Linked DNA regions of Mus musculus: region 1 is linked to region 2. The links are chromatin contacts, called in public promoter capture Hi-C maps. All regions are on one chromosome and are shown on one strand. Each heading gives the region's core, a stretch centred on a gene start, on an enhancer-like site or on the middle of the called end of the contact. The rest is flanking DNA. Distances are from core to core; before and after follow the strand shown.

Region 1 (4,738 bases), core at 741-3,240, 90 kb before region 2:
GGCCTTTAACCCCTAGGACCTCCTCCCGCAGGAAGCCCTCCGCCATGTTTGCTCTTCCTTCCCAGGGCACTGCACACCTGACTACCCCAAAGTCACACCCTGCAGGTCCTCCACGAGTCCCAGACTGCAGCTCCCCAGCGTGTCCACCCCACTCTCGTCCCTATCTCCCAGGGCACCTCGGAGCCAGATGGGACCAGCATGAGCATCCCGGTAAGGCACCGCGTCTGGACAGCGAGCGGTGCGGAGGAGGTAGAAGACTATCCATAGCGCGGCCAGCAGCATCATGGTGGTGAGCAGAGCGAACACGTCCGTGTCATACACCGCCACCTTGTTGAAGGCACCGCCGCTGATGAGCGTGCAGGCGAGCAGCAGCACGTTGACAGCCAACAGCACCGACAGCAGGCGGCCGCCCTTTTTCCACACCTCACGGGGGCTGGCCCGAGGCCCCGGCAGGCTCTCATTGGGATGCGGGACCAGTTCCTCCGACATGGTGGGGGCGACTGGAGGAGGTTGAAGGGATCACTGCGAGGTCCGAAGTCGGGGCGGGGGGGGGGCAAGGACAGGATTCTAAGTCAACTCAGGGGGCTCTCCTTTCCTCCCATGTGATCCCTGGATTTGGGGACCCCGGAATGTGGGGACTAAGGGTGCTGGACCAAGCACTGGGGAAAACGAGAAAATCTGAAAGCTGTACCTTCCCTACCTGGCCTGGAAATATTGTACAGAGAGAAGAAGAAGCGGCCCTAGGCTGAATCCTTTACAAAGTCCCACTCCCCAAATCTGACAGTCCCCTGGCCAGGGACACGCACCTGGCTGCACCGGGAGCCGACACCAAGTTGGGGGTCAAGGGGCAGCAAGCGTCTCCTCTCTCCCACGCCGGGCTGGACCGGTGCTTTATACCGGAGAGGGCAGAGTGATTTACAGCCACAAGAGTTCGGCTCCATAAACCTCTCAGTCCCACTCACATGATCCATCTTTTCTCCGAGCTGAATTTAGGGAAGCCAGATAAGGTGAGATTTATATTTACCTGTTAAGATTCCCTTACCCTGTCGCGCTGGTGCTGCCAGGGTTCGGGCACGGCCCCATATTGCCGTACACAGAGGGTCCTCTGCCCCCCAGCGCCCACTGTAACCTGGTGCTCAGAGATCACACCCACCCAAAGACTGCAGAGCTGACCCCCACCCCCGTTGCCCGCTTGCACCTAGACTCCGTCGCAGCTCAGGAACTGGACGGAATTTTGGATCTTGCTTGCTGTCCCGAGATCGGGACAACAGTTCCTCTTTTCCCACCTGCCCTCAGAGTGATCCGAATTCGGTCTTCCTGTATCCCTACTACTGCTGCCCAGAGATGCTGGTTGGATGCTGCAAAGTCTGGTTCCCACGCGGTGCCCTCAATCGGGCTGCAGTCGTCTAGCGCCCCCTGCTGGAGAACTGTTGTTTGACACCCCCCCCCCCCCCACGAGTGTAGGCTGACCGCAGGACTGCTGCGCCCTGCTTGCGGATGAAGGTCTTGCGGTGGGTCCTCCTGCTCCTCTGGACCCACTGTCCTCCAGATCAGAATTGCCTCTCCATCCCACCCTCACACATTATTCGTCAGCTTTTCACCTGTCCTTTTGACTGGTGAAGAAATCAGGGAACCCAGCACCCGGAGTTCTGTCTAGGCCGTATTAAATGTCCCTATATTGGGCTTCAAGGGCTGCAACGCCAGAGTGGGCGCTTTTGGAGCGAGAGAACTGAATTTCACTTGAGTCACGTCTGTGTGCTGAAGAGCATGGCGTTTAGGACCCAGGGGAAGCTCCTGGGCGGCTCCCTGGGCAGTGAGAGATTTCCCCCCTCCCTTCCCCGGTGTGCAGCTCAGATGTCCCGGTAGTCTGTAGTCGTCTGTAGTCGCGGCTCTGGCGCTCCGCATCCACCATCTGCGGCAGCAGGGGCAGGCGGCCCAGGCCCCAGCCCAGCCCCTTCCCTCAACCTCATGCCTCAGCCCTAACCCGGCAGTCCTCCCCGTCCGGGGACAATTCTCGGTGCCCCTTGCCCGTCCCGTCCAACTTGGGCGCCATGAATGACCAGTATCACCGGGCCGCCAGGGATGGCTATCTGGAACTCCTCAAGGAGGCCACCCGGAAGGAGCTGAATGCCCCTGACGAGGATGGCATGACCCCGACTCTCTGGGCTGCCTACCATGGCAACCTGGAGTCTCTGCGCCTCATTGTGAGCCGCGGGTGAGTATGCCCTCTGCCTAGCCAGGAAAACCAGGAAGAACTTCCTGGAACCCGGTGTCCCAAACCTCATGGCATCACTTACCCTCTTGCCTGAGCTGCCCTTTCCCCCTACGGACAGACCCTAAGGTGGGGCCGTGCAGCCTGCTGTACTTAGAGAGACACAGGTGGAAGGGACATAAACTGAGCTTGTGACAGTTGTGGACTGGATGCAGGGATTAGAGGAGAGGAACTTCGATTTGGGGATCGGACCCATGATTATGGGATGGGGGCTGCAGAGGTATTCAAAAATCAGACACTTTGGGGGGGGGAGGGTGCCTGGAAGCAAGAGTGAAAGGTAGGTGGGAACCAGAGAGAAGGCTGGGAAATCTCCAGGGGCCTTGAACTGGGGAGGCCAGGAAGGAAAGACCTTCGCTGCCTACTTCCCAGTCTAGCAGCCAGAAAGGCTGTCCCTACAACTCCGCTAGCTCCCACGGACCGGGCTTCACCCTGACCTGTGCCTTCCTATCACTCTTCTGGGGTTTACAGGCACTGTCCACACTACCAAATGTCACTGGTTCCGCCACTGATTAACTCTCTGTATCCCTCCCCCTCTGCAGGACTCAGGAGTGGGGAACTGTAGTGTGTAGAAAGGACATCTGCCCTCCACCCCATCCTCTCTCTGGCGTTGTCCTGGGAGGGAGGGTGGGCACAGAGTCCAGGGGTCTGGAGGAGGAGTCAGGCAACGTAGATTCAGGGTCACTAAAGTGGTTTGGGGTGGGGGAAGGGGACTAAATCACATTACTGGAAATATCCTACCCACCAACAGTTTAGTAGGACTGGTGTGGCCTAGACAGGAAAAGGATGTCTCAAGAGGTCTCATGTGAACGTCTCAGGCTCTATCTAGGGGTCAAGGTCAGAGGCAGGGATTGTGCTGATCATGGAATTGGAGGGGACCCTGGATATGTAGGGACATGGTCCCCTCTTCTTCTGTGTCTGCTCCTTCGGTCTAGCAGCATGTGGGGACAGTGTGGAATGGTACAGCTGAGACAGAGCCCTACTCCAGGAGGGCAAACACTGCTACTATATCCCCTGCCCCTTCCATCATAGAGGCTCATGGGAGTCTCGTGCAGGAGCAAGGAGGGAGGTATGGAAGGAAAGAGAGCTGTCCAAAGCTCTGAGGTTCTAGAGACTTGGTAATCAGAGGGGGAAGCTGCGGGGAGGGGCGGTGTTGAGATAAGGGAGTGATTCTTCCCCCAGACCTGAGCTGGCCTTGTGGCCTCATTGGTGTGGGGCAGGGCCCCGTGCTAAACCCCGAGAGAGGCAAGATTCCCACGGAAGCCAGCAGAGTTGGGTGGGCTGGAGTCAGATGTGGAGGGCATTAGAGAGGGAGGGGGCAAAGCTCCGTAGGGCAGCCTGAACTAGGGAGAGCAGCGTGGCCAGGTCGCCGCCCTCTTCCTCTCTAGTTCTGGCTGTCCCCACAGTCCCCTTCTGGCTCAGGCCAAGACCCGACACCTGCTCTAACACTGGCATTGCCAGGCCTGGCCCCGCTCCCTGCAGACATGGCGGTGCCCACTGTGTACCAGCGCGCACCCTCTCACGTTCTCCCAGGCTTAAGCCTAACGTACACACACACACACCACCCTCTAGTTCTCTGACACAGTCACCCTGTAACATGTGGCTTCACAGGCCACCGCACCTGCCTAGAGACCCAGACTCAGGCCTGGCCCACCACCACTCTGGGCCAGCTCCCCGCAGGGCCCATGAATAATTCACTCCTTTCTCTCAGCGCATCAAATATTTATCCCCTGAGATTCCCAGCCTCAGTTCTCTAGGGGAAGGCCCGCCCCACCCCGCCTCCTAGGTAGCCCCGCCCCTTTGTGGGTTAGCTCTCTCAGTCTTTCTGTCTCTCTGTCTCTCTGTCTCTCTGTCTCTCTCTCTCTCTCTCTCTCTCTCTCTCTCTCTCTCTCTCTCTCTCTCTCTCACACACACACACACACACAGAGTTTTTGGTAATCCTGAAGCATCTGTTGACTCAAGCCTGCTGGTCTGGAAATCTAGGTCTCAGCCCCATGGGTTTATTTTAGGGTAGTGGTTTTCAATCTTCCTAACGCTACGACCCTTTAAATGCTAAGACTCTTTAATACAGTTTCCCCATGTTGATCACCAACCATAAAATTATTTTGTTGTTACTTCATAACTAATTTTGCTACTGTTATGAATCATAATGTAAAATATGAGATACAGGGTCATGATCCATAGGTTAAGAACTTCCGCTTTAGTGGCTGCTACATTCCAGGTCCAGGGGTTTGCCTTCTTTTCCTTCTTCTCCTCCTTCTCCTTCTTCTCCTTCTCTTTCTCCTTCTCCTCCTTCTCCTTCTCCTTCCCCTTCTTCATCTCCTCCTCCTTCTCCTCCTTCTCCCCCTCCCCCTCCCCTCCACAATATTCCAATTAGACCCCAGGTCTGGCTTGCTAAAGGGACTCATCCTACCTTTCCATCTGCTGTCCCTACAGGGGTGACCCGGATAAGTGTGACATCTGGGGAAA
Region 2 (5,165 bases), core at 198-2,697:
CACAGCAGTTTGTTTTTGAACATGGCTGAGGTAACGTCCCTGACCTCACAGCCAGTCCCAAGGGAGGTTCATTCTGGGACAGCTGGCAATAAGGGTGATGCCCCTGCCTCAGTGCTGAGCAGGTGCTAAGCATAGCTCTAAGGAGCACCTTCTACTCAGCCTCACTGTATCCTTCACAGTCTCTCAAGGAAACTCTTCCTTGCCACAGCACAGAAGCAGGCGGCAGAGGACAGAAGCCTGGTCTGTGCTCAGTGGGCCACCTTAGGGACAGTCTGTGATGGCTACCTAGGAGAGCCAACTGGAAGACCAGAGGCTGGCAGGGAGGTGTATGCTGGCCTGGAGGATGCCCTCCCTTACTGGACAGTAGAGTCTTCCTGTCCTGGTGAACTCAGAGGCATTTACTACCTAAGTGCCCTCAGGGCTGAAGTAATGGCTCAGCTGTTAAGGGCACTTACTACTGAGGAGCCAGGTTTGCTTCCCAGCATCCACATGGCTGATAACAACTGTCTGTAACTCCAGTCCCAGAGGATCTGATGGTTTTCTCATACCCTCTGGAGCCAGGCCCTTACATGGTGCACATACATACACACGCAGGCAAAACAGCCACACACGTTAAAAACAGACAAATCAGAGCTCTCCTCAAATCAGCCAGTATGGCATAAGCAACGAATCCACGGTGGTATTTGTCACCTATATCTTGACATTTCCCTGGACAACTGGCTATTTGTAAAGGCCACCTAAGCCTTCAAGGAGACCTAGGCCACTATTGAAGTGAGGGGAGGGTAGAAGAAAAGTCCTCAGAGAGATCTACCTGAGGCTCCCGGGCACAACTCTGGGGGCCCAAGATCAACCCCGGCTTCATCTCAACAGATGGCAGAACAAATTCCTAATTAAGCGCAAGAAACCTTCCGGCTCAGCACAGTTATTCACGATTTTCCGGTCCCTTTGGTGCCCATTCTTTCTCCTGTCTTCTGGAACCTGGGCCAGCTTACTGCCTCCCAGAGCTCCCTGCTCAGCTCTTGAAAAGGAACAGCCCTCATTTGGGGAGAGGGGAGAGAGGGAGTGGGTGATGGCCAAGTGTGGGAAGGAGGGAGGGGAGGCCGGCCTTGTGGGGCCGCACCAACGCAGCTGCTTCTCACAGACATCTTGGCAGAGGCTCCCGAGGACCTCTGAGATCACTGCCTGAAGGGAGTTCTAGAAAAACCCCAGGGGAGAGACTCCCTTACTGTGGCCTGGGCTTGGTTTGGTAGACTGAGGTCCCTGCTGTTTGGTGTGGCTTTGGGGACTTCTGGGGGATTCTGTTGCCTGGTTCTCCTCAGAGCAAGACCTGGGGTTAGGTGAAGGAAAATGCCCGCTCTTGCTTCTCGCTCTCGCTGAGAAGAGCCACCCTGGCGGCACTTCCTCTGCCCCAGCTGGGAGCTTAACCACGCTCACTGTGGTTTAGCTACTTAACAGCAATTTTCCTTTTCCTGGGCGGCTCTGTCACTGGGAGGCCCAGTCTTCTAAGTTCAAAGGTCTGACTGAGTCTCTCATGGAGAAAAATGACTGCCTTGTGCTCTGTCACCCACAGCAGTGTGCCTGAGAGACTCCCGGCATTTGAGTCCAAGGGTCTCCGTGAAGGCAGTGAAGACAGCCGAAGTGTCGAAGTGTCGCTAGCAAGAGACAAGTGTGGGATCCTTTCTAGCTGCTCTCTGCTCAGGCGCCCATGGAGGTCACAGACCCTCAGGACCACTGCCTCCTGCCCCGCAGCACTCAGGAGATGCTAGGAGGCCCCAGGAGGCCCAGGGTAGACCTGGAGCTTTTCTGCCCTGTAGGAGGCAGGATAGCAGTTCCCATGGAGGAATAGCAGCTTTGAGACAGGAACTCAAATATTATATACCTGGTGCCGGCCTTGAGTCTTTTCTTTCTTCTTTCTTTTCTCTCTCTTTCTTTCTTTCTTTCTTTCTTTCTTTCTTTCTTTCTTTCTTTCTTTCTTTCTTTCTTTCTTTCTTTCTTTCCTTCCTTCCTTCCTTCCTTCCTTCTTTCTTTCTTTCTCTCTCTCTCTCTTCCTCCCTTCCTTTTTTTCTTTCTCTCTCTCTCTTTTTTTTGAGATAGGGTTTCTCTGTGTAGCTCTGTTGTCCCAGAACTCACTCTGTAGACCAGGCTGGCCTTGAACTGAGAGAGATCTAGCCCCCTGTCCCCTGCCTCTGCCTCCCAAGTGCTGAGATTAAAGGCATGTGTCACCACTGCCTACCCTTACTTAGTTTCTTTAATATTTATTCCTGAAGTTTTAGTTGTCTGTCTGTCTGCATGTGGGTACATACACGTACATGCAGGTAGGTGCCAGTGGGGCGGAGGCATTAGATCCCCCTGGAGCTGGAGTTACAGGAGGTTGTAAGCCACCCCCAGATGCTGAGAACGTGTAACATGTAACGTGTACTCTCGCCTGTCCCTGTGAATGTTGGCAGCAAGTTAGATACTGAAGCTCTGGCTTCATCTGCTGCCCAGTGCTTGTTTACTGCTGCATAGACCCCGAGTTTCTGGAGATCCTGTCTTTTGCTCCCAATTTCCCATAAGAACTGAGATGCCAGACCTCTGTGCTACTGTGCCCAGCTTTTACGTGGGTTGGGGGGGGGGCCCAAGTGAGGCTATCAGGCTCGTACAGAGAGTGGTTTATACCCACTGCGCCATCTCCCTAACACAGCCAGTGTCTGTCCCGATGCAGGGGAGGGTAGAGCGGAGGGAAGCAAAGGTGGGCTGGTTTGGTGGGATGAGGAGCTCTGCTGGAATCCTCATGCTGTGATCCTCTGTCCTCACCCAGTTCTAGTTCTCACAGGAACATTTATTTACTCTAAGCTCTTCCCTCCCTCGCAGGCTCGCTCTCCTTCCTCAGCCTCCTTCCTCTCTCTCTGAGACTGGGTCTGATGAGTTCAAGCTCCCTTTCCTATGTAGTCAAGGCTGGCCTTGAACTCCTGACCCCCCCAGCCTCCTCCTCCCAAGTGTGTGGCTTATAAATGTGTGCCACTACACTGGGCCCCAAGCTGCTCTCTTTAGATGGAAACTTTGTTAAAAATAATATAGAAGTTCAACTGTCACTATCAGGGCTGTTGTCTCTTATGGACTCCATCAATCTGGCCAAAGCATGTGCCACAGGCCCCCACTCCCTCCTGCCCATCATCCCAGCATGACAAGACATGAGAAGGGGCTCAGCTTCAGGCCAGAGCTTAGAGAACCCTTCCCAGGCCAAGGACAGGCAAGTACCAGCAGGACAGGGGCCAGGCTTGCAGACCCAGCCGCAGGGAGTGAAAAGTACTGGGCAGGAGAGATAGGTAGGTAGGGGCAGAGAACATCCTTCTCCAAACCCCGCCCACAAAAACATCAGCACCCTGGCTGGAGCTCTCACATGTCACATGAGACAAGATATAAGAGACTTGGAACCGACTGTGTTTTGACCCCTGTCAACCCTGACTGCTAGGCAACAAGCCCTCCAGGGCTCCGGGATTAGAGAGGTGCTGGGGGCTGGCCCACGACCAATTTGCTTTAGCTGGGGCAGGGCAGGCTATTTGAGAGGACGACCTGCCTTCCCACCGTGGCAGTCAGGGGCTAGGAGAAGCTTGGCATTGTTCCTGACACTGTTAGTGTGAATGCCCTTAGCAGAAGCATCACCCTGCTGGGGCACGACATGGAATCAGCAGCAGCCTGCAGCCCTGGTCCTGATGCGGGTTAAGGAGGACAGCTAGGAAGAAGGAACCCAACTCAACCTTCTCAGGGAACTCTGTGCCAGGGAGTGGGGTGGAGGCTCCCACTCATCCCGTGTAGCCAAGGCTGCCCTTGAAGCTAAGCGAGACCTTGAACTTCCCTTTCTCCTCCTGCTTTCCCCAAGTGCTGGAGTACAGGTGCGTGCTACCATATCTGGTTTTATCTGGTGCTGGGGACCAAACCCGGGCTTCATGCATACTAGACAGACACTGTGCTGACTTATGTCCCGGCCCCACCCCTTTTTAGCTTTTATACTGAGAAGGTCAGAAGCACAATAGACAGTCAGAGGAGAGGCAACAGCACCTGGCTCCTTCCCGGATGGAGGTGGCTGGCTGGCTGGTATGGCAGAAGTGGACAGGTTCCTGCTGTTAACCCAGTTTAAGGGGGAAGGTCCCCAGCATCTAACTGAGGACAAGAGTGCTGTCACTCGGGGGGGGGAGGGGGGCATCAGTTAGCTGGAAGCTATCTCAGATAACAGGAGCATCTTTTCTCACTCTGGTAGTCTAAGAGTCAAAGGCTCGGAGTAGCTGCGACCGTGGCCCACTGGGTTTTATGGCTGTGCCAAACACCACATCCTTGACAAGGCAGAAGTGGTGTTCCTGTCCCCTCTGAGGGTAGGGGGTGGGGGCACAGCCTGACCTAGCCATGGTCACGAGAAGGGGGGTTGGTGGACCAGAATTAGCAGTTCAGGTCCTAGCCCAGTTCCATCCACTCAATGTGACCTGGAAAAAGTCACTCGTGGTTTTCTGCTACTAAATTTCCCCAGCAGTAAAAGGTCAGAGGGCCAGGCAGGCCGACTGAACTGAGCCACTGCCAAGGCCTCAGCTGGGAGTTTGCCTGGCTTATCTGCAGAGGTGGAGGGAGGGGCGGGGGGAGGAGGGTAGACACTTGGGAGACTTCTCAGACTCACCGATCCATCTCATCATAGAGGTCAAGATCTGCAGGTACTTAGTCTTCTGGACATCAAAGAAGGTGAACGGGCCAAGAAGGACGGTGAAGATGGCCTGGGGATGGACGAGAGGAGCAATGAGAAGGTGTGCAGGGCTGGACACCAGGCAGGCTGTGAAGGGGGCCACAGCCTGTGCACAGGGCTGAGGCCTCGCAGTAAGACAGCTGAATGCTCGGACTTTCTGGCAGAGCCTCCCTGGGGCCTATCCGCATCACTGAAGATGAATTCCAAGGGCTAGGCAGGATGAGAGAGCCAGAGCCTCCTGCTCGAATGTCACTGCTACGTCTAGGCAGTGACATCCAGGCTTCATCCTGGGACCTCCACCCAATCCGTTCTGCCGACTTCAGTAGGTACTGATGAGGGAGCCCCAGGCCCAGTAGTGTGCTGTGCGGAGTGTGGATCAGAAATGAAGCAGCAGTGAGGACTACCAGATAGGCCCTCACCATCACGGGGAAGAGAGGACAGAGGGAACAGGGGA

Evidence for each region. Promoter capture Hi-C pulls out the DNA fragments that hold promoters and counts their contacts.
Region 1: a contact with region 2 is called in a promoter capture Hi-C map of hematopoietic stem and progenitor cells, with 2.3 times the contacts expected there. The contact joins the promoter of Ush1g here to the enhancer-like site in region 2. A contact is called at or near these places in 4 of 39 promoter capture datasets (3T3-L1-derived adipocytes, cranial neural crest, hematopoietic stem and progenitor cells and 1 more), 2 of 115 datasets of contacts at active chromatin or transcription factors (the HPC-7 cell line and embryonic stem cells) and 1 of 9 other capture datasets (adipose tissue).

What each region holds. Positions count from the first base shown.
Region 1 is chr11:115,319,170-115,323,907 of GRCm38.p6, reverse strand. Ush1g (USH1 protein network component sans) reads left to right here and starts at 1,990. Exons shown (of 3, transcript NM_176847.3): 1 at 1,990-2,215; 2 at 4,706-4,738. The coding sequence starts at 2,052. It overlaps Otop2 (otopetrin 2), which reads right to left and starts at 1,378. Exons shown (of 8, transcript NM_001362400.1): 1 at 1,287-1,378; 2 at 807-983; 3 at 177-522. The coding sequence starts at 489.
Region 2 is chr11:115,227,998-115,233,162 of GRCm38.p6, reverse strand. It overlaps Tmem104 (transmembrane protein 104), which reads right to left. Exons shown (of 10, transcript NM_001033393.2): 9 at 4,649-4,742. Among named protein-coding and RNA genes, the nearest start is that of Grin2c, 37 kb to the left of the region's middle. Within about 2 kb of position 1,447, at least 112 of the 459 cell types and tissues checked have an H3K27ac peak or open chromatin away from gene starts, as enhancers often do. A contact at or near this core is called in the HPC-7 cell line and hematopoietic stem and progenitor cells, where this site is marked.